2 separate regions of the Ovis aries genome follow, and region 1 is linked to region 2. The links are chromatin contacts, called in public Hi-C maps. All regions are on one chromosome and are shown on one strand. The core of a region is the stretch at or near the end of the contact, and the rest is flanking DNA. Distances in the headings are between cores, read along the strand shown.

Region 1 (6,232 bases), core at 3,275-5,774, 190 kb after region 2:
GTACAGTGCCTGAGGCAGGTGAGGGGTGTGGTATAATAGTGGAGAGACTGGCCTTCTTTAGTCTTGACCAACAGAGAAGGCAATGGCACCCCACTCCAGTACTCTTGCCTGGAAAATCCCATGGACAGAGGAGCCTGGTAGGCTGCAGTCCATAGGGTCGCTAAGAGTCAGACATGACTGAGTGCCTTTACTTTCATTTTTCACTTTCATGCATTGGAGAAGGAAATGGCAACCCACTCCAGTGTTCTTGCCTGGAGAATCCCAGGGACGGGGGAGCCTGGTGGGCTGCCGTCTGTGAGGTCGCACAGAGTTGGACACGACTGAAGCGACTTAGCAGCAGCAGCAGCAGTCTTGACCAAAAGCAACAGGAAACCACCGTATCAGTTTTAAGCAAGAAAACACATGATTATGCATGTTTTTAAGATCACACTCCATCTGCACTACAGAGATGAGATTGAAGATGGGTCAAGTAGCTGGGAGGCAATGACAGCAGTTCTGCTGGGCGATATAACTTGGATTAGGATAGCGGGGATGAAGGAAAACCTAGAGGGGTGGGATGGGGGTGGGAGGGAGGCTCAAGAAGGAGGGGGCTGATTCGAGTTGTTGTATGGCAACAAGAAACCAATACAACACTGAAAAGCAATTCTCCTGCAATTCAAAATAAATAAATTTTTTTAAAAGGGGGAAAAAGTAATGGAAAGACATTAAAGAAGACAGTGAATTTGAACTCTTTTTCATATATATATTTCTCCCTTAAAGAAGTTAATTCATTTCTTTTAACCGATTTCCTATGAGATTATTTCTCTTCGTTTCCATTAAGCTATTTTATAGTAATGACATTAGCCATTTATCTGTCATATCTACTGTATTTTTCTTCTAACTGGTTGTCTTATTTATTCCCCCTGGGTTTTTGAATTTTTATGTAAGCAATATGTTTTTCCCTTTGTAGTCATTCTATTAATTTTAAATTATAACACTTTTCTTCCACCATCACCACTTTGTCTTTTTTGCCCTACTTTCATATTATAACATATAAGATTGACTTCAGTATGGGATGTATGCTGCTGCTGCTGCTAAGTTGCTTCAGTCGTGTCCGACTCTGTGTGACCCCACAGGTGGCAGCCCACCAGGCTCTGCCGTCCCTGGTATTCTCCAGGCAAGAACACTGGAGTGGGTTGCCATTTCCTTCTCCAATGCATCAAAGTGAAAAGTGAAAGTGAAGTTGCTCAGTTGTGTCCGACTCTTAGCGACCCCATGGACTGCAGCCCACCAGGCTCTTCTGTCCATGGGATTTTCCAGGCAAGAGTACTGGAGTGGGGTGCCATTGCCTTCTCCAATGGGATGTATAAACTTCCTAATTTGATTAGTTCATTCAATCATCCAGCAAACATTCATAGATCACACATGGTGCAGGCGATAGACCCACACACAAAAAGAGAGAAACAGGTAAACAAATGCTTTCAGCATAGAAGCATCCTGGTTGCATAAAGAATGGACACCTAGCTCATACTGAGATGAAATTGGTGACAACATCCTAAAGGTCAAATTTTAACTGTTCTGAAGAGAGCTGGAAACTAGCTAAAAGGGAAAAGAAAGAACCCTAAGTGAAGAGTAGAGTAAATGACTGTCACCACTCTTCAGAGTAATTTCAAAATCGAACGGGAAACTCACTAGTATTTGCAGTGAATTTCCAAGGACATCACTCTGATTATGGGCTTTTATACCTCACCTATAATCTAATGGGAAAAAAGACCACCAAATGCTTTCTGTAACTAGCATGAGCTTAACATATGGCTATTAATATACACCAAATACCTTCAAGAGTTCTCTTCAATATACCCTGTTGTCTACTGTCAAGTGAAATCCAGACTTATTAACCTGACAGTAACGTGGGTCTTAGGAAGCCTCACTATGAACAAACCTAGTGGAGGTAATAGAATTCCAGTTGAGCTATTTCAAATCCTAAAAGATAAAGCTATGAAAGTGCTGCACGAAATAGGCCAGCAAATTTAGAAAACTCAGCAGTGGCCACAGGACTGGAAAAGGTCAGTTTTCATTCCAATCCCAAAGAAAGGCAATGCTCAAACTACTGCACAATTGCACTCATCCCACATGCTAGCAAAGTAATGCTTAAAATTCTCCAAGCCGGGCTTCAACAGTACATGAACCATGACCTTGATGGTTCATGAATCCAGATGTTCAAGCTGGATTTAGGCGAGGAACCAGAGATCAAATTGCCAACATCCGCTGGATCACAGAAAAAGCAAGAGAGTTCCAGAAAAACATCTACTTCTGCTTTATTGACTACACCCAAGCCTTTGACTGTGTGGATCACAACAAACTGTGGAAAATTCTTAAAGAAAGGGGAATATTGGACCACCTGACCTGCCTCCTGAGAAATCTGGAGGTCAGCAAGCAACAGTTAGAACTGGACATGGAACAACAAACTGGTTCGAAATAGGGAAAGGGGTATGTCAAGGCTGTATATTGTCACCCTGCTTATTTAACTTCTATCAAGATTGCTGGGAGAAATATCAACAACCTCGGATATGCAGATGACACCACCCTTATGGCAGAAAGTGAAGAACTAAAGAGCCTTTTGATGAAAGTGAAAGAGCAGAGTGAAAAAGTTGGCTTAAAGCTCAACATTCAGAAAACTAAGATCATGGCATCTGGTCTCATCACTTCATGACAGATAGATGGGGAAACAATGGCAACAGTGGCTGACTTTATTTTGGGGGCTCCAAAATCACTGCAGATGGTGACTGCAGCCATGAAATTAAGACGCTTACTCTTTGGAAGAAAAGTTATGACCAAGCTAGACAGCATATTAAAAAGCAGAGACATTACATTGCCAACAAAGGTCCACCTAGTCAAAGCTATGGTTTTTCCAGTAGTCATGTATGGATGTGAGAGTTGGACTATAAAGACAGCTGATCACCGAAGAATTGATGCTTTTGAACTGTGGTGCTGGAGAAGACTCTGAGACCCTTGGACTTCAAGGTCCAACTAGTCCATCCTAAAGGAAATCAGTCCTGAATATTCATTGGAAGGACTGATGCTATGCTGAATCTCCAAATGCTTAGGCCACCTAATGTGAAGAACTGATTCATCTGAAAAGACCCTGATGCTGGGAAAGACGGAAAGTGGTAGAAGGTGAGGACAGAGGACGAGATGGTTGGATGGCATCACCGACACAATGGACATGAATTTGAGTCAACTCCAGGAGTTGGTGATGGACAGGGAAGCGTGGCATGCTTCAGTCCATGGGGTTGCAGAGTCTGACACGACTGAACGACTAAACTGAAGACAGTAATACACTAGCTTTATTTCCTACTTCATCTCACAAGTTCTCGTCAGTAATGTGTTCTTTACTCCTGTATAACTCAAGATGTTTCCCACTTCCACTCCCTGCCCCATACTTTTAGAGAATTTAATGTTTTATATAAAAACATACTTCTCAACCATTGCCATATTTATATTACCTTTTTTTTTTTTTCTTTTTACACCAAAAACATTATTTCTTCACCTAAGTGTCCCTCTGGCTAGAATGCCTTCTTTCCCCTTCACTGAATCACTAAATGCAATCTTGTGTAAGATCTTTGAAGATCAAGACCAAATATCACTCATTTCATTTTGCTTTCTTTGTAAACTTTTCTGCACTATCTTTTTTTTTTTCTGTGAGTATTCTGTATCATTGATGGATGCTGATTACCCTTTCCTACCTGAATACAGGTTGCTTAAAAACAGAAAGTACGTCTAAAGAGCAGACACATAACCACTGAATATATACGAAGAACTTCCTTTGCTGGAGCTGTAAAGTTCTCAACTGACCCCGCTTTCCAGCCTACTTCAATGCTTCGATGACTTTTGAATTTCTTGAATAGAACCAGAAACGAGATAATGACAAAAAACGGTAAGCTAGTGAAATTAACCTGTAAGGGTGGAGGTGATGAGGGCAAATGTCTGAAAAGACTGGGTTTAAGAGAGGTGAGATGAAAACTTGGGGGCAGCCAAGTATTAAAATTTTGCTGCAGATGGTAGCAGAGAAATGGAACAAAAGCTGAAAGGAGAAATGAGGTACTGAAGAAGCATTCATCCTTATAAATGATACGGTCTCATTCAAGATGAACAATTTCCTAGGGAAAGCCACCGCTCTCAACCTCTCAAAGGAAAGTACCACCACGAGCTTCGTTTTACAAACGGTTACTGAATAGAGAAATTAAATGATCTTCCCAAGGTCCATGGAAAAAAAATTCAAGACAACCGACGGCCAAAGACATTTCAGCCACCTAGAAACCAGGAGGTGGAAGAGTAGGGGTGGGGAGTTACGGCTGTCAGTCCTCAGAGTTCCAGAAAATTCGCCTGAGCTGTTAGGTGCACTTCCCGCCTCGTCCCAGACCCTTCCAAAACACTCAGAAAAGCCGTCCTGAGGCCCCTAAAAGTCAGCCCCACACGTTTCCAGACCTCTGTGCTCACCTCATTATTGAGGTTCAAGGTCCCTGGCTCGGCCATGGCAGCTCTTAGCAGAAGATCCGCCGCTGCCGCACGTGAACTGTAGCTGCCGGAAAGCGGATGCGTCGTCACGCCCCCAACGGCGGCCTCAGTGGCCCAAAATGCATCCGCCGTCTGCTCAAGCAGACGCGTAAGTAAAAGGTGCACTGACTTTGAGGAGAGGAGCGGAAATGACGAAGAACAACTTCCTGCGTAGAGTGCGCCGTACCGGATTTGCGTGTTCCTATGGAAACCAGGCAGGCCGGTGGCTGAGAGGGTGTTCTGCAAGTTATTGCCTTCTTCAGAAGTTTTTCAGGTTGCTGATTTTCTTATATTCCTTTGCAAAATGGGTTCAGCTTTGTAAGGACCTTGTTTTTCTTGTCTCAATGGGAATGAAAGCCTTTATGAAGGGATCACTTGAGCGACCAGTTTTGCCCCGAATTTTTACCTAGCTTTTGTGAAGATTTCTGCGCTTTTGACAAGCATTTTGTTAGATTCACCTTTTCCCCTGTCCTCACTGTATAGCTCAAGCATGGTCATATTTTTCTGCATACTGAAAGGTTTAAATTTATATAGAGAACATATAAGCAAAACCATGATGTACCGTTGCTGCTGCTTATGAAAATGGCTGTTTTGAATAATGTGCATGCAGAGAACCAAGGAGTGAGTCGGAATTAAATAACATTATTAATAGTTAACACCTGGTAGTATTGAGCTTTATAAGGGGTCCAGTGCTGGGACAAACGCTTTACGTGAATTATCTCTAAAATATTCAAATCTAAAGAGATAGGAACTATTATTCTTATTTTACAGATTTGGAAACTAACTTTTGAGGAGCCAAGTGTCTTACCAAGAGTTGCCCAGCTGGAGCCCACCACTGCTACAGGACCCCAGGGCTGGTGACATAATTTGACGGGCCCAGGGCAAAATGAAAATGCAGGGCACCACTCCCCAACCCCGTTCCCTGCCCCCCTGCCCCTGCCCCAATTCAAAAAGTGGGGGAAAGTTTCTTCTTTTCTTCTGTGGTGTCTTTTGACCTGTCATGTGCTTTTTATTTGGTGTTTAATGAGGTGCTCCTTCAAGCAACCGGGATGCCTTGGGGCTAGTGCCCACCTTCACAGGTGCCTGGGACTCATGTTTGAGGCCCCAGGGAGGGGTGTCTGTACTGGACCAAGATGGCAGCAATTGCTAGGCAGAGTCTGGGAAGTAGGAAGCCAGAGAATCCGAATGGGAGTATGTGATAGGAAAGACTACACTGATCTGAGACTAAGCTCTTGACATATGTTCCATTGTCCCACTGGATTTCACTTAACAAAAGTCAAATTCGCAAACTTATTAAGAATTTCAATACTGTAATGAAAGAAAATTTAAACCAGGCCCACTTCTGAGCTTCTGCCCCAAAAGAGGGTGCTGTGTAGAGTCTATGCTCTTGATTCCTGAGTCTGTATTCAGTTTACAACTTAGTCTTGTCTTTGGATTGGTATTCTTTAATGTGTGATTTGGGCACAGGTGGATTAACCCCAACTTCCTGTTTGACTAGTGTTGCATAAAGGTAGTTTTTGTATTCATAAATCATATGCTGAAATTGTAATTATCTTGTTATTCAGCTAGTTCTTCTTATCAAAACTGATCTCCTGGAGTGAAGGGGCTTTTCACCCCAGTTGGGAGTAGGCACTTTAGTCATAAAATATATAGGAAAGGATGTTTTAAAGATAAATATAGAGCTTATGGAAAATCT
Region 2 (6,104 bases), core at 3,079-5,578:
GGCTGATTTTTCAAGTCCTACACTCATTCTGATGACTTTAAATATATATTAACAATGCACAAATATATATCCCAGCCCACTTCCTCTTTTGAGATTCAAACTTATATATTCAGCCTGACTTATCTAGTTAGATGTCTCACAAGCATTTTTTTTTTGCCAGAAATTTTATTTTTTATTTGGGAAGAAAATAATAAAGTCTTATAGTTACAAATGGCCATAACAAAGAATGATTTTCAATGAATGATAGAGATATAGTATAAATAGATCTCTATCTCCTTGCACTGTCTTAAGATATTATCGTGGCTCAAATCTTCCTCTATCAATGTCTGTTAGTTGTGTGTTTAATAACTTAAGACATATACATTCATCACAAATAAAACTGTCTTTCTACCCCTCACTGGTTACACATTATGCTCTGTGCTTACCCAATCCCGCCCACTCTAGAACTTTCACCATTCTTTCAGACCTACTTAAAGTGTCTCACAAGCGTTGTGAACTCAGTCATGTCCAGAATGGAAAAATTGGTCTTCATCACAACAGCCTATCTGTTTCTCAAGGTTTTCCCATCTTAGAAAGTGAAACAACTGGTACAGTTGCTCAATTTAGAAATCTGGGAGTCATCCTCAACCCTCTTCCTTACTCCTCCACATCCCAACTATTACCAGGTTCTGCCCACTGTCCCTTTTTTCCTATCTCTGATACCAACACCCTAGGCTAGGCTATCATCCACTTTCACCTGGATTCCTGCAACAGCCAAATAGGGTGTCCCTATGTCCACTGGGCAGCTGTGCTGTTTCCACAGCTTTACCATGTGTGCCTGCCCCTTCCTTCATTTGACTCTACTTGTGGATTTTTCAGTTCCATTTTAAGATCTTTCTTACCGCAAGGCCTTCACACAGAATGTCTCCTCCTCCTGTGCTTCCATTCCCCTGACATCCTCTTGGCTAATGTTTTCACACCTTCCATGTCTCAGCTGAAATGTCACTTCCTCCCAGAGGTTTTCTCTAACCAAGAACCTGAATGTCCACCTCCCACCATTAGACACTGTCACATTACAACTTGAAATTTTATATTTATTTTTATTTAAATTTCATATCATTTCCTCCATAGGGCTAAAAACTCCATGAGATCAAGAACTGTGTCTTTTTAATGAGTCTACATTTAGTACTTAGTCCAAAGCAAGTAAGTGAAGTCACTCAGTCATGTCCAGTTCTTTGTGACCCCATGGACTGTAGCCAGGCTCCTCTGTCCATGGAATTTTCCAGGCAAGAGTACTAGAGTGGATTGTCATTGCCTTCTCCAGGGGATCTTCCTGACCCAGGGATCAAACCCAGGTCTCTCACATTGCAGGCAGGTGCTTTACCATCTGAGCCACCATGGAAGCTCAAGAATGTCTAACAAGAATGATCTGTTGAATGAACAAACTTTTGTCCTCCTAACCCTGCTTAACTAACACTCAGCCTGGCACCATAGCCCTACCCTTTTTGTATGACACGTATGCTTCTCTCTTTGAAGTGAAGTGAAGTTGCTCAGTCGTATCCGACTCTTTGCGACCCCATAGACTGCAGCCTGCCAGGCTCCTCTGTCCATGGGATCTTCTAGGCAATAGTACTGGAGTGGATTGCCATTTCCCTCTCCAGGGGATCTTCCCAACCCAGGGCTCGAACCTGGGTCTCCCGCATTGTAGACAGACACTTTACCGTCTGAGCCACCTTGGGTCTCTGGAGTTAGACACATCTGGCTCTGACACCCTCTGTGTGACTCTAGGTTAGATGCTTAACCTCAGTTTTTCTACCTGGAAAGTAGGGAGATGTATCTGTCTTATAGTAATATTATGAAGATTAAAATGAGGACATGGACATAAATCCCTGGCCATAGATGCATTCAGTACAGGTCATCTCCCTGTATCGCAGGCCTCCTAATAAGCTCCAAACACTTTTTACCTGGGTTGGGAAGTTGGCACCCACTCCAGTGTTCTTGCCTGGAAAATTCCATGGACAGAGGAACCTGGCAGGCTACAGTCCACGGGGTCACCAAGAGTTGGACACTACTGAGCAACTAAGCACACAGCACAAGCACTTTTTACTTCATACCCACACACACACACACACACACACACACACACACACACACACACCTTAACAGTGTTCCAAGACGTGAACCCATCCACTCTGCCCTTCTGAGTCTTTCTGAGTCTCTGATTGTCACTTTCTAACTAAGAGGTTTGCCTTTGGAGAATGAGATACTTAGCGATGGAACAGCACTGATGATATTAAACCAAAGACATAACGGTAGTCCTAAATAAATGGAATTTGTATTATAAGGGCACATTCTCAAATATATTTGGCGGTAACACAAAGAGAAAGGCAGTAAATAATATTTTTGAGTGTAGAAGGCATTACTCTAAAAGAAAACACCAGATGGCAGCAGCAGATGCTAGAGATGTGTCTGATGGGATTGTAGCTCAGCCCTCTAGGATGCTAAGGACAGCTTAAAACTACATTCAGAGACACAAACCTTTGTTAAAAAAAGAAAAAGACAGATTTCCCTGAAGAAAAAGAATGCCTATTTTATAACATAGTATCAGATTTTTAGAAACAGTGTTTCACATGTTATCATCAAAATACTAAGAAAATAACCCCAAGCGTTATGTAACTAATAAAAGGTAGTTAAACAAAGCCTTCATTCTGGTTTGTAGTTATATTTAATTAACTGTCAATCTGTGCTTCAGTTAGCCAGAAAGGCCTTAAGTCAAAGACTGAAACACTATCAGCTTATGGAAAAGGGCAAACTTTTCCCCAAATATTAAAGACAAATATTAAAATGTGTTCACTCATATTAAAATAGGGGTCAATATTCTCCATTCTCGCACTTCCAGCACCACTTAGGACACTGCTTGCTAAAATAGAAATCAAAGGATCACATTAAGCTCCAAATTAAACTTTAAACTGATAATCTCTAGTTTCCCACATTATGCATCTAATTTCATCTGCAAGTAACATGACTTTTAAAATCTTGCTAAACTGGATATTGCTTGCTCAGGCTTTCCTTCTTCTAGAGGGAAAAGGGGGAGTGCGATGCTGCTCTGATACCACATAACAGCAGAGCAAACCCTTTTAAATGAAAGTCCGCTTTGTGGATGTCATTCCTCTTTCATACTGCACGGTGTCTCTCACAATGTCACTGTGAAATCAGAGAGAGTGAATTCAGTCTTAGATTTTGGATGACAAGCAATGGGACAAGTTCAAACCCATTCCGTGGTGAGAGGCAAAGCAGAGCTGGCGCAGAATGCACATTGATGACTTGGGTTGGGGGGTTTGTCTTAGGGATCTCAGCGTTTTCTTTGTTTAGATTTGACTGAAGGGTAACAGGAGCATTTGTCATCAGAGAACCGAGCCAGTCTACGCAGGAGGAACACTCTGAGCGGAGGGTAACTCACTCTGCCAGCGAAACAGTCATTGTTGCCCAACTGCAGGGAACTATTTCCAAGTTCTGTGGTCATAATTCTGAAAATGTTTTTCTTACCTGAGTTCACTATGAGATTGAGCCCCCCGAAAACACTGGGCAAGATCGCTGATTCTAACATGAATTCAGATCAAGGATTCTAGGGGGAAATTGTTCTAACTGGCATAAGGAAAAAGGAAGCAAACATCTGAACTGAAAAAACCACGCGTGTGTCTCACAGTCAGCCAAAAGTCGGCCGCCACAGGCAGATGAAATTCTGAAATCCAATAATGCACAGGGCGTTTTCTTTATGGAAATGAACGATTCACTGCACTATCTAAATCTTACATAATACAAAGAAAAGAAAAACAGCAATAACAGAGTCCAATAACAACCACAACAGAAAACTACATTCCCCAGGAGAGGCTTTCTGCTGAAAGTGCAACGCAGTGGCAAATGTCTTTTCAAGGGAAGGAATAAAGTCTGTTGGTTCAAGAGGTCTTATTCCTCTTGGAAGCCTAGGAGTTTTCTCCATTTTAATGAACCCTAGCTTGCTCCAGATCTGGCAGCTGAAGGGACCCTAGGTTGGATGACCTTACTATGCCCTCCACTAAAGCCTGTGTGGTCCCCAAACAGGCCAAGGCACATCTGACGGTGGTGGGTGCCAGTTTCTCACTGACATGTGCCTTGCAGGTTAGGAGCAGAGTTGGCTGTGCTCTGACATAGCTGTCGTGTCCTCCTGATGCCCTTGTTTTGACGGACTCCCTCTGATCTAAACGTGAAAGTCACTGACAGCCATCACTGGCCTCCTGTCCTGACAGTCTCCTCTCCAGATGACTCAGTGAGTCAGGAGGTGTCCTCCTGTGGAGCTGGGGGCCCAGGCCAGCCTCTTTTAGCAGTTGTGACTGAGTGAGAACATGCTATGCTCAGCCTGCTGGCTCCACTCTGGGGAGCACAGAGTCTGTGTTACAACAACAAGCATGAGCATTCTGACCACGCTCATCCCTGTCTCAAGTTCTGTAATGAGGACATTTAAAGAAAATGCATACAATCAGGAAACAGTGCTGAATGTCAGAACACTAACCGGAGCTCTTGATTTGTGGCTCTAAGACATGGATTCTTTTGCTTGCTGAATCCAGACCCCACACGTTTTGGAAGAAAAGCAACAGCCAAAAGATGAGAAAAACAGTTCGTGTTTATGAGACCAGCCTGAAGCCCATGCCACACTTACGAGTTTGGGTTTTCATTCGGCAAAGAAACTATCTGTTCTTTCTTCAAGTTCATCGGAAAATATGCCCATTAGTCTGACTCTTCGGCTTTAGGATCATTGTTTTGGAATCTTCCAAGCCAGCAAGTGAAAGATCATTTCATTTTAAACATGGAAGTTTGGAAAAAGTACCTGACATTTGCCCAAGTAATACAATAAAAAAATAAAAAAGTAATGAAGAACAACTGGATTAAAAATAAAGGATGTCTTCCCACCCCCCAATCAGTCTGGTTTAACTGTTTACAATAGCTTGGGTTACCTTAGTTTCCTGAAAATAGTTCACTTAAAGAACCCCTACAGGTGGGGCCTTTCAAGCAGCAAGTCATAGAGAAAAGACCTTGACAGCCTCCTATTTCTCATGATTTGATGTTCTGTAAAGTGTGACACGTGGCAAGACAGCCACTTCCCTTGCTTCATGGCAGAATGGAGCACATGGACCTCCCCTTATCTTGCAGGTAGCCATCCTCAAAAGCAAACTTCCCCAATCCTGGTTGATGATGAAATTTCAGGTCAAGACCCAGTGACACTTCACTATATAGGCTGGGGACCCCTAGGGTCATGCTTATTTACAACTGCCCAAATCAGGGGTCACAGCCTGGTGTCTGACCCAAACATGGGGTCCAGAGCAGCAGCAGGAACTGAGTATTTCCCAGATCCATGAACACACCTAGTTGACTCTCGGTTTGAGTAGGAGTTACTTCCCCATAGACTATAGCCATGTAAGCATTAAAAGAAAGCATGCTGCACTGTAGAGCATGTTCAGTTCTGCAAGTGCTCCGGTGTTTAATTACTGCTAAAGTCATCTGGGGTTTTTGACACAGATTCTATTTTAGAACGATAAACTCACCATCACCCAGTGTTGCCAAAAGTGAATTCCTAAGGTAGACTACTAAAATAAACCAGTAATAAATATTGGCAGTTGGAATGGGAATGATATCTCTGTAATGTAGACACAGCATTACTGACTCATTTTCAAATGCCAGTCTCTCCCAAGGATTATTGGTATGAGGGATTCAGAGAAGAAAGAAGTCCATCTCTCTTTTAGGCAGCAGAATGAAAGAGGACCAGGGACCCACTGGGCAAGGATGTTTTTATATCTGCTGTGCCAATGGAGGTATAGCCCCGGAGTCCAATAGGGGGTCAACTTAGGTTTCACTGAGGCAGAAATGGGCACTGAAGGAAAACCACCCTAGGGGATGAGGGAGCTGATTCCAGGGGCATTTTTCTCTCATTCCCCTGGAGGTAGAATGTACCCCCAGGCCTACCCGATGCATATCATGTGGCACAAATTACCTTATCAGTCACAGGGGGTGCTGCCGGGTTCCTCTGAGACTTGGAATTAGTGGACTCTTTCAGGCCACCTCTACTCCCTAATGTCAGATCCTGAGCTTTT

The links. Hi-C and Micro-C count contacts between places; a contact is called where the count stands out from the background.
Region 1: a contact with region 2 is called in a Hi-C map of tail adipose tissue, with 5 times the contacts expected there. The contact joins the promoter of SRFBP1 here to the enhancer-like site in region 2. A contact is called at or near these places in 2 of 16 Hi-C or Micro-C datasets (skin fibroblasts and tail adipose tissue).

Annotation. Positions count from the first base shown.
Region 1 is chr5:29,563,533-29,569,764 of ARS-UI_Ramb_v3.0, forward strand. SRFBP1 (serum response factor binding protein 1) reads right to left here and starts at 4,525. Exons shown (of 8, transcript XM_004008682.6): 1 at 4,480-4,525. The coding sequence starts at 4,515. It overlaps LOC132659875 (a long non-coding RNA gene), which reads left to right and starts at 4,720. Exons shown (of 3, transcript XR_009600832.1): 1 at 4,720-6,232.
Region 2 is chr5:29,372,078-29,378,181 of ARS-UI_Ramb_v3.0, forward strand. LOC101111962 (zinc finger protein 474) reads right to left here. Exons shown (of 4, transcript XM_004008680.6): 2 at 6,005-6,104. Among named protein-coding and RNA genes, the nearest start is that of LOX, 94 kb to the right of the region's middle. Within about 2 kb of position 4,329, at least 5 of the 54 cell types and tissues checked have an H3K27ac peak or open chromatin away from gene starts, as enhancers often do. A contact at or near this core is called in tail adipose tissue, where this site is marked.